Linked DNA regions of Ovis aries: region 2 is linked to region 1. A link is a contact called in public Hi-C data. All regions are on one chromosome and are shown on one strand. The core of a region is the stretch at or near the end of the contact, and the rest is flanking DNA. Distances in the headings are between cores, read along the strand shown. Region 1 overlaps TRIO (trio Rho guanine nucleotide exchange factor). Region 2 holds the start of DNAH5 (dynein axonemal heavy chain 5).

Region 1 (4,361 bases), core at 1,732-4,231:
CTCTGTCATCCCCTTCTCCTCCCACCTTCAATCTTTCCCAGCATCAGGGTCTTTTCCAATGAGTCAGCTCTTCGCCTGAGGTGGCCAGAGGATTGGAATTTCAGCTTCATTATCAGTCCTTCCAGTGAATATTCAGGACTGATATCCTGAAATTCTCTCTGTGAAGTTTGGTGGCCCTTGGAAGTAAAGTGCTGAGTTACGTGGTCTGTGGCACTGGTATGGTCTGGGGTCTCGCAGTTGTCACTCTAAGATGGCATTCACCTGTCCTTTCCCCAGAACGCTGAGAGTGTGGAAGGACAGACGTGTGCTTCCAGCATGGTTGCTGGGTGTATCCTTTGTCCCACAAGCTTAAGAGCCACAGCTTGGTCCTTTTATGCATCAGGAAGCCAGGCAGTAGGAGTTATCCTATCTGTAGTGTAGTCTGGAATCACTGGAATAACCCAGAAGGCATTTATTTGTAAGTTTTTTGTAGTCATGCACTCCATTTTCATAAATAGCTCTTCAGGGCCTGGAACTGAATCTGCCTTTTGATCTGAGGATGCTTCATGGCTGAGTTCTTCCTGCTTTTCATTGAAAGTTACATGATATATTTAATCTGGCTTCAGTGTGTGTACAGGCTGCCTCCGTCTTTTGCCTGTTTTTAAAAATGGAAACCGGGTTAAACATGATGCTTAGGTGACCGCCTAATAATAGCCACAAACTCGGTGTCTTTGTGTGGTTAGTTTTATGGTTCTCTTTTTTGTTTTGTTTCGTTTTTCTCTTTTCTGTTTTAGATGTTTTCATTGTCAATTTTAATAACAGTAACATTTCTTCTTCTGTGGCATATTCAACAAAAATATTGCAGTGAAACTATTTAGAATTTACATTCTAGTCTATGTTGGGACATGTACAGATGTCATGATAAAAGTTAAATGCATTTCCACACCAGTTTAGCCCTTGACTCACGTGTCTTTCTTCTTCTGGAAAAACGGTGAATCTTACTTAATCTAGGGAGGCGATTCAGGAACTGGTTGGCTAGAGTAGCTACTCTGAAGACACTGAGGACCCACAGGAGTCAGTCTGTGGCTTACAGTGGGGCATGGCAGGTGAAGGCTGTCTCGTTTCCTCCACTTCGTTTTCCTATCAGTACGATCGTCTTCCTGTGGGGCGGTCAGGAACATGCCAGTTCTAATTAGCATCATTCTTGCCATCAAGGTCGTTAATAAATAGTGTAGCCCAGAGTTGGCGGGAATTGTCAAGGATGCCGGCCTCTCCTGGGGTCCCTGCCCAGGAATCGGGACCTTCCTCTTGCTGAGGGTTGTGTGATAGGCAGTGCCTGCTGCTGTGGTGTGGAGTCCAGGACAGCCGTGGAGGTGGCATCTCCCTGAAGGCTCCGCCCTGCCCTGGCCGGGGCGCCTGCGGGCACAGGCTGTTGAGGGAACGGCCGGAAGCAGCGTTTTCTTATCTGGTGGCGGTGGAAGGGGATCCTCTTTTCAAATCCCCGTGGGTGAGGATCCGCAGCTACGGCTTGCTCCCTCTGAGCATCCTGTCATCTGATCTGCTCCTCCTTGCCACGTGGGTGCCACGTGCAGCTTACAGAACTTTCCATCCCACACCCTGCCCTCCAGGTACTTATGAGCTCGTCTCCAAGAAGGCTGCCGTGGTGCCCGATTCCTCTTTGTATTTGCCTCCCCCGCTGCCATCCATGTTCATATCAGCTGCAACTGGGATGTCCTCAGTCTTTGTGGACACACAGTGAACCACCCAATGACGGGCAATGAACTTCTGAGACGACATTGCGTCCATTCAAGGGTTTTTGAAGGAAGCTTAAGGATGAAATTGCAGACCGCTTGGCTCCTGTCTTGCCTTTTATAAATAGCCCCTGTTTTAAAAGCTTGGTGGGTTGCCAGCGCAAGGCGGAGTATACTGGAAAGCAAAAGAGGCTGGCGATGTGGAGGCCTGGGTTCTGTGTCGAGAGAGCCCTTTCTCAGCCAGCTGGGTAGTGTGCTAAGCCCTTGGACATTTCAACTTCCATGATTTTGTTGCTGTTGAGTTGCTGAGTTGGGTCGGACTCTTTGCGACTAGTTGCATCCTGTTAAACTGGGTTCTTCCTACATGGGTATTCTGTGGACAGGGTTGTTACTGATCTATGCAATCTTTGCTTCTGGGAATGATATGTTGTAGAGACTAGATCCTGTTCTCCCAAAGGGGCCGGTGTGGTTGCTGTTTGTATGCTTGTTTCAGTAGGCTGGACTCCAGCCTCGAGTCAGGTCCTGGTCCTTATCCTGAGCTGGGAGCCGAGGCTGCAGGGAGCTTGCCCTAAACCTGCAGACTCAGAGGTTTGGGCCAAGTTTATCCACACACTTTGAGGCTCCCCTTCTGCTGCTCACGGTTTCGCCCTCTTGGTTGGAGCTCCCGAGGTCGCCCTGAGCTGTGTCCTGACTTGTTTCAGCAGCTCCAAGTGGCTTAGGCCGGGCCCTGCCCTGAAGTCCTTACAAAGGGACTTCCTCTTTCCTGCTTTTGATCCCTCTCCTGTCTGTGCCTTGAGACAGGCGATTTTTACAGGTTTCAGCCCTGTGGCAGGGCTGGTCTGTAGGAACCCCTCAGGCACATGAGACATGGAAACTCTGATCACTTACCGAGAGCGTTTTTTCTCTCTCGGCCTTCAGGTCTGTGCCTTCCATTGGCTATTACCAGCTCACAGTGTGGATCCATTCCTTGTACAGTTTTGACAAAAACAGACAGGAAGATAGGGTTGGGGCAGTAGTCTTTAATTTTTTTCAAGAGATTCCTCTGCCATGAATGACAATTACTGGGTTAAAAAAAATTTTTTTTTAGATGTAAGTTTATTTATCTTTAACCGTAGGATAGTTGCTCCTCAGTATTATGGTGGTCTCTGCCGTAAGTCAGCCAACGTGAATCGGCATTAGGTGTATGTCCTCTCCCTCTTGAACCTCCCACAGTCACTGCTTTGATGAGAATAGCCAATATCTTGAACCCAGACGACCCCTGTAGAGACCTCCAAGAGTAAAATCCCGAGACATTATTACACGTGTGAACATCTTGACCCCAAACTCCCGTGTGGGCAGCCACCCTGGCGAGTTTCGGCCAGGCATGTTGGGGCTGCCAGGCTTCCCTTGGCTTAGATGGACATTGGCTTGTCCTAAACTGTGCTTCCTGGCCAGAGTATTTCCACTTGGCCTTCGCCGACGTTGGGGGCGTGGGGAGAGTTGGTTTGATGTGAGAAGAGGGGCCTGGTGTCACCCTGTGAGGCAGGTGACACCAGACCATCTTGCCACATTGGCCAGTGACGTTCCTCCAGGGGGGCATGACCCAGAAAACCCGGAAGGACAGAGCCGAGAGGGAGCCGTGGCCGGTCCCCAGCTATTTATAATCCCTGCTCTCCTCCCTGCCACTTTTATTTTTAACCAGATTCACAGATAGGATGTGGCTTTGAGCTCCCCCTAGAGGATTTAGCGTGCCATGACTCATAGTTGTTTTTTAAAAACAATGTTGCTACTTTCTTTGCTAGTGTTTATGTTAATCATGGCATTACAAGGGGAAGATTTGTGAAACAATCTGGACTACTCTCACATCTAGTCTTTCGGGGACTGATTCTTTATTTAAGGCTGGAAATGACCTAAAGAGCCTGCTTGGTCTGGGAGCCTCTGGGTCTGCGTCTGCAAGTTGCTCTTCCTCATTAAAGGAGAAGGATCAGAGACTTTCCTTCACAGAATAAAAAGTTAACTTCATGGGTGTAAAGAAAGCAGCTGTGTTGGCATTGGAGATAAGGGTGGTTCAGAAATTAAATGACACTCAAGCAACCCAGTCATTATATTTTCTCCTTTGTCTTTCAGGGTTTCGAAAAAACGATGAAATGAAAGCTATGGATGTTTTGCCAATTTTAAAGGAAAAAGTTGCATACCTTTCAGGTAAAGTTTAACTTTCTAATCTGCTTTATTGTTCCTTGTACCTTGATACAATGTCAGAGTCCAAAATACTAAACTATAAGCTAACTCACCCATCATAACATAACAGCATTGGCATTTCAGTGGATTTTTAACTGCTCTATTCTTGTAGCGTTGGCCTAAGAATTTGGTGCCCAAAGCATTTTCTTCTAGCTGGCAGGCACATTGTTGGTCAGATAGCGTTGGTGATTATGACACGTTCGTGTCTGTCATTCACATTTTGACTACCTTCCCCAGTCAGTTAAGTAAAAGAACTGATTTTTTAAGGTCTATCATCTCAGCGAAGGTGGTGGGAATGTGACCAGATCTAGAGGTGTCCAGAATTCCCGCCTTTCTTCCCGGTCCTGGAATTCCAGGAAAGCCCTTGTGTTCCCTGCCAGTGGTCCCCTACTGAACAGTAGACCTTGGTTTTGG
Region 2 (4,429 bases), core at 1,390-3,889, 280 kb before region 1:
CCATGAGCTGCAGCCTTCATCCCAACACTGCCTTTAAAAACTCTCCCCTGAAAGCCATCAGTGTGTGTGTGTGTGTGTGTGTGTGTGTGCATTTTACTTAACCATATAACTTAAATATAAACTGACAGCTTATATTTAAATAGCTTTCCAAGTGGCACTAGTGGTAAAGAACCCATCTGCCAGTGCAGTAGACATAAGAAAGAAAGGGAAAGTGAAAGTCGCGTCTGACTCTTTGCGACCTCACAGACTATACACTCCATGAAATGCTCCAGGCCAGAGTACTGGAGTGAGTAGCCTTCCCCTTCTCAAGGGGATCTTCCCAACCCAGGGATCTAACCCAGGTCTCCTGCATTGCAGGTGGATTCTTTACCAACTTGGCTATGAGGGAATAGGGGTTCAGTCCCTGGGTCAGGAAGATCCCCTGAAGAAGGAAATAGCACCCCACTCCAGTATTCTTGCCTGGAGAATCCCACGGACTGCGGAGCCTGGTGGACTACAGTCCATAGGATCGCAAAAAGTCGGACACAACTGAAGCAACTTAGCACATATATATATATTGCATTAGCAGCCTACATTTTTCAATCTTAAAGTGAGCATAATTAATAAAACATAAAAGAGTATGGCTTTAGACTAAGAGCCATAGTTTTATATCCCTACAGAGATAAAACTTGATAAACTTATGTAAGATTATAGAATATACGAAGTTTAAATTAAGATATGCAAAAATATCATTGGTTTATTGGCATTAGCAGTTGCAATGCCATCTGTCATTTCAGGGTCTCTATTTTCCTGGACAGAAAATGGGTTAGAGTCACTAAAAAGATTAAATGAACTAACGGGTATTTGTCTTAATGAAATGCAACAGATATTTTGGAAATTCCAAATATTTATGGCATATAAGTTACATGAAAATAAGAGCAATAATATGAGTCTATCATGGCAAGATGCTCACAAAAATAAAACAGTTTGTAAAAGGTAAATATCTACAGGGGGGAGGAAACTGTTGAAGTATCATACACATACACTATATGTATTTGTATGCATGCTCAGCCACTCAGCCGTATCTGACTCTGCGACCCCATAGACTGCAGCCCGCCAGGCTCCTCTGTACATGGGATTCTCCAGGCAAGAATACTAGAGTAGGTTGCCATGCCCTCCTCCAGGGGATCTTACCCACCCAAGGATCAAATCTGCGTCTCTTGCATCTCCTGCATTGGCAGGTGGGTTCTTTACCACTGAGCCACCTCGGAAGCCACATAAACTGTACACATTGCTCTTAATTAAATCAGTATTAAATTTATGTTTATTAAATGACAGGATGCACATTTTATTGATTAGCATACTATATTCCTATAGTAATATAGCTATAGCAGTATTAGTAAAAGTCATTCAATAGTGTCAACTCTTTGCCACCCTATGGACTATAGCCTGCCAGGCTCCCCTGTACATGGAGGCAAGAATACTGAAGTGGGTAGCCATTCCCTTCTCCGGGGGATTTTCCCCACCCAGGGATGAAAACCACCTCTCCTGCATTGCAGGCAGATTCTTTACCATCTGAGCCACCAGGGAAGCCCAACATAGCTATAGCTAGTGTAAATGAAAAAATGTATACTGTAACCACAGAAATCCATATTGAAACTGATCGCGACCCTCTGAGGCCCTCCTGGGTACAAAAACCCCTCCCTGTGCCCTGTTTCTTGTTTGCAGAAAAGGCTTTATAGTCTCCTAGACGTTCCCTGAGTTCCAAAGAGCAGGAATCCCTTTTGAAGACAAAGGCAAAAACAAGTAGGTGAATTTTTTTTTCATCCTATAAATCTCATTTAAGAGAGCAAAGCCAAATGGAGTGAAACCTGATTTAAACGCGCAGAATTCCTTTCCAGCCCCCTCTCCCCTGCCCTGCACTGAGGGGAAATTACAAGACATCAGGAAACCACCCAACAGGGCTTCCTTGCACACCGTCCGGCTCCCTCTCTCCAAGGGAACTAAACATTTGCTTTTGTCCAAACCCAAGGGCTAACGAGAGCTAGTAACAGCCAACAAACTTCACACAAAAGCGGCCTCCGCCACGCCTGGATATATCTGATGCTCGCTCTGGGTCAATGGGTTGCTTGGGTCCACGGGCGGCCTTTCCGCAGCAAGTTGGTGATAAAATGAGAAAGGCGGTCCCTGAACCTGCGCTTCTGCTCTTTACGCGCGCTCTGCTGGACATGATCGACCACCACCACCTCCTGAGGGAAACAAGCAAAACTCAGAGACCAGCAACTCTAGCCCCACAAGCTCATGAAAGCGTCTTCAGGCCACCCGGCCTGAATGTGAAGCAGGGAATTGAGCCCGCCCGCGCGCCCCTTCCCCGTGACCGCGTGGACTCCAGGGAGTCCCCAGCATCCAGCATCTCCGAGGTCGCGCATGCGCCGTGGCGGGGGCGGGGCGGGGGCGTGGGAGCCGCGCGGAGGGACTGTGCACAGTACCAGCTTGTCCATGGCGCTGCGTTTCGGTGCTCCGGGGAGGACACGCCACGGGTGGGGGCCCAGCCGACTGGTGCTGGGCTCTGTTGCCCACCCCTCCCACCGCTGTCCCCAGCTCGCGCCGTTCCTAGGCGTCTGCTCCGGTTGCTTCTTGCTAGGCTAGGCTGGTTGTTTGTGGCTCACGTGGTTGCCATGGCGACGAGCTTTGCTCCGCCTGGACTAAGGGCCCTCCTCCCGTCCCCGGTGCTCCTCGGGAAGTCGAAGGAGCGCTCTTCTTGCAGCGCTCTCGCCACCGGTCCCAGCAGAGAAGAAATTCAGAGTTTTCGGCTTCCGAGCCCCAGATGCCGCGTTTTGGCTGCTTTCCATCAAGTTTCTGTTGGCTCTCATCCGAAGGTTACTTCTGGCATCAGCCAAGTCTACTCATTTGGAATTTCTCTACTGAGTTTTCTATGGTTCTAGCTTCAGGAAAAAATGAATTCAAAAGGAGACTTAGTATGTTTCCATTTTAATTCCCACAGCTTCCCACAGCCTTGCGTGTACTGTGGTTCCTTGTTGCTTCCTTGTCGGGTACCTTCACAGCTGATTCTTTAGCCTAGGTAATGAATTTTCTGGAAATGTGTAACCTGGAGGTGACTAAGATAATTTGGTAAATGCTGTCTGCCTGTCAGAACAACACCTGTACTGACATGTATGAAGTTTCCAAGAATTTTGCCCTAAAAGACTTCACAAAGAAGAATAAAAATATCTCCATCTCTGCAAACCGTCCTCAATCCTTGGGGCTAGGACTGCCCATTAGAAATGTCTGCCACATGTGTCAGCTTATACCTCTAGGAGCCATGCTTTTAAAAGTAAAAGGAATCAGGTGAAATTATTTTAGTAATATTTACCCCATAGTATTGTTACCGAGTCCAGCTTTGCTCTGCTGACCACACAGAGGCCAATACAGAGGCCACTGAATCCAAGAGAGGAGTTGTTGAGGCAAGGAATATGACTCTTCAGACAGCCCATCCACTGACAGCTGACAAAGAAGATGGCAGACTAACACCTCAAAAATTCGTTTTACTGGGGTCTGCCTGCCCATTCTTTTATGGTTCAGAGATAGGGGAGAGGAGGTAAGGAAACAAAATAAAAAGACCTTTTAATCTTACAAGTGTCTCCTAGAATGGCAAGCTTCAGGCAGGAGGATGTGTTAATTTCTTCTCTCCTGCCATCTACAGGTGGACAGGGTTCTGAAAAAAGGTACTTGAACAGGCAGAGGGGCAGGATTCTCTGAGGCAGGCCCTTGTGTATGATAATAATAACAAAACCAATGGAAAGCAAGTCAAACAGTATCAACAAGATCTCAGGATTGACTTCTCTCTGCAACGGCATCACTGACTCAATGGACATGAATTTGAGCAAACTCTAGGAGATGGTGAAAGATAAAGGATCCTGGCATGCTACAGTCCATGGTGTCACAAAGGGTTGGACACAACTTAGCAACTCAACAATAACATCCAAAATATTTCAACATATTATCAGCATAAGTTATTCATGAGATATTTTACATTCTTTTTATCATACTATAGCCTCAATTTATTTTTAATTGGCTGCACCGGATCTTGGTTGCTCTTTCACTAGTTGTGAAGAGCTGAGGTTACTCTGGTTGTGGTGCTCAGGCTCCTCATCACAGTGGCTTCTCTTGTTTCAGAGCATAGTCTTTAGGGTGTTTGAACTTCAATAGCTGCAGCTCATGGCCTCAGTACTTGTGGTGCAAGGGCTTTGTTGCCCAACTGCATGTGGGATCTTCCCAGATCAGGGATTGAACTGGTGTCCCGTGCATTGCCAGGTGGATTCTTAATCATTGGACTACCAGAGAAACCCCCATTCTCAAATTTTTACGTGTATTTTACACAAACATTGGAGCTTCCCCAGTGACTCAGATGTAAAAAATCTGCCTGCAATGCAGGAGACCCAGGTTCAAT

The links. Hi-C and Micro-C count contacts between places; a contact is called where the count stands out from the background.
Region 2: a Hi-C map of hypothalamus shows a contact between it and region 1, with 3 times the contacts expected there. The contact joins the promoter of DNAH5 here to the enhancer-like site in region 1. A contact is called at or near these places in 7 of 16 Hi-C or Micro-C datasets (blood, hypothalamus, liver and 3 more).

What each region holds. Positions count from the first base shown.
Region 1 is chr16:59,034,476-59,038,836 of ARS-UI_Ramb_v3.0, reverse strand. It overlaps TRIO (trio Rho guanine nucleotide exchange factor), which reads left to right. Exons shown (of 57, transcript XM_060400268.1): 2 at 3,837-3,911. Among named protein-coding and RNA genes, the nearest start is that of TRIO, 120 kb to the left of the region's middle. Within about 2 kb of position 2,981, at least 32 of the 54 cell types and tissues checked have an H3K27ac peak or open chromatin away from gene starts, as enhancers often do. A contact at or near this core is called in hypothalamus and liver, where this site is marked.
Region 2 is chr16:59,310,232-59,314,660 of ARS-UI_Ramb_v3.0, reverse strand. It overlaps DNAH5 (dynein axonemal heavy chain 5), which reads right to left and starts at 2,639. Exons shown (of 78, transcript XM_060400272.1): 1 at 2,469-2,639. The coding sequence starts at 2,480.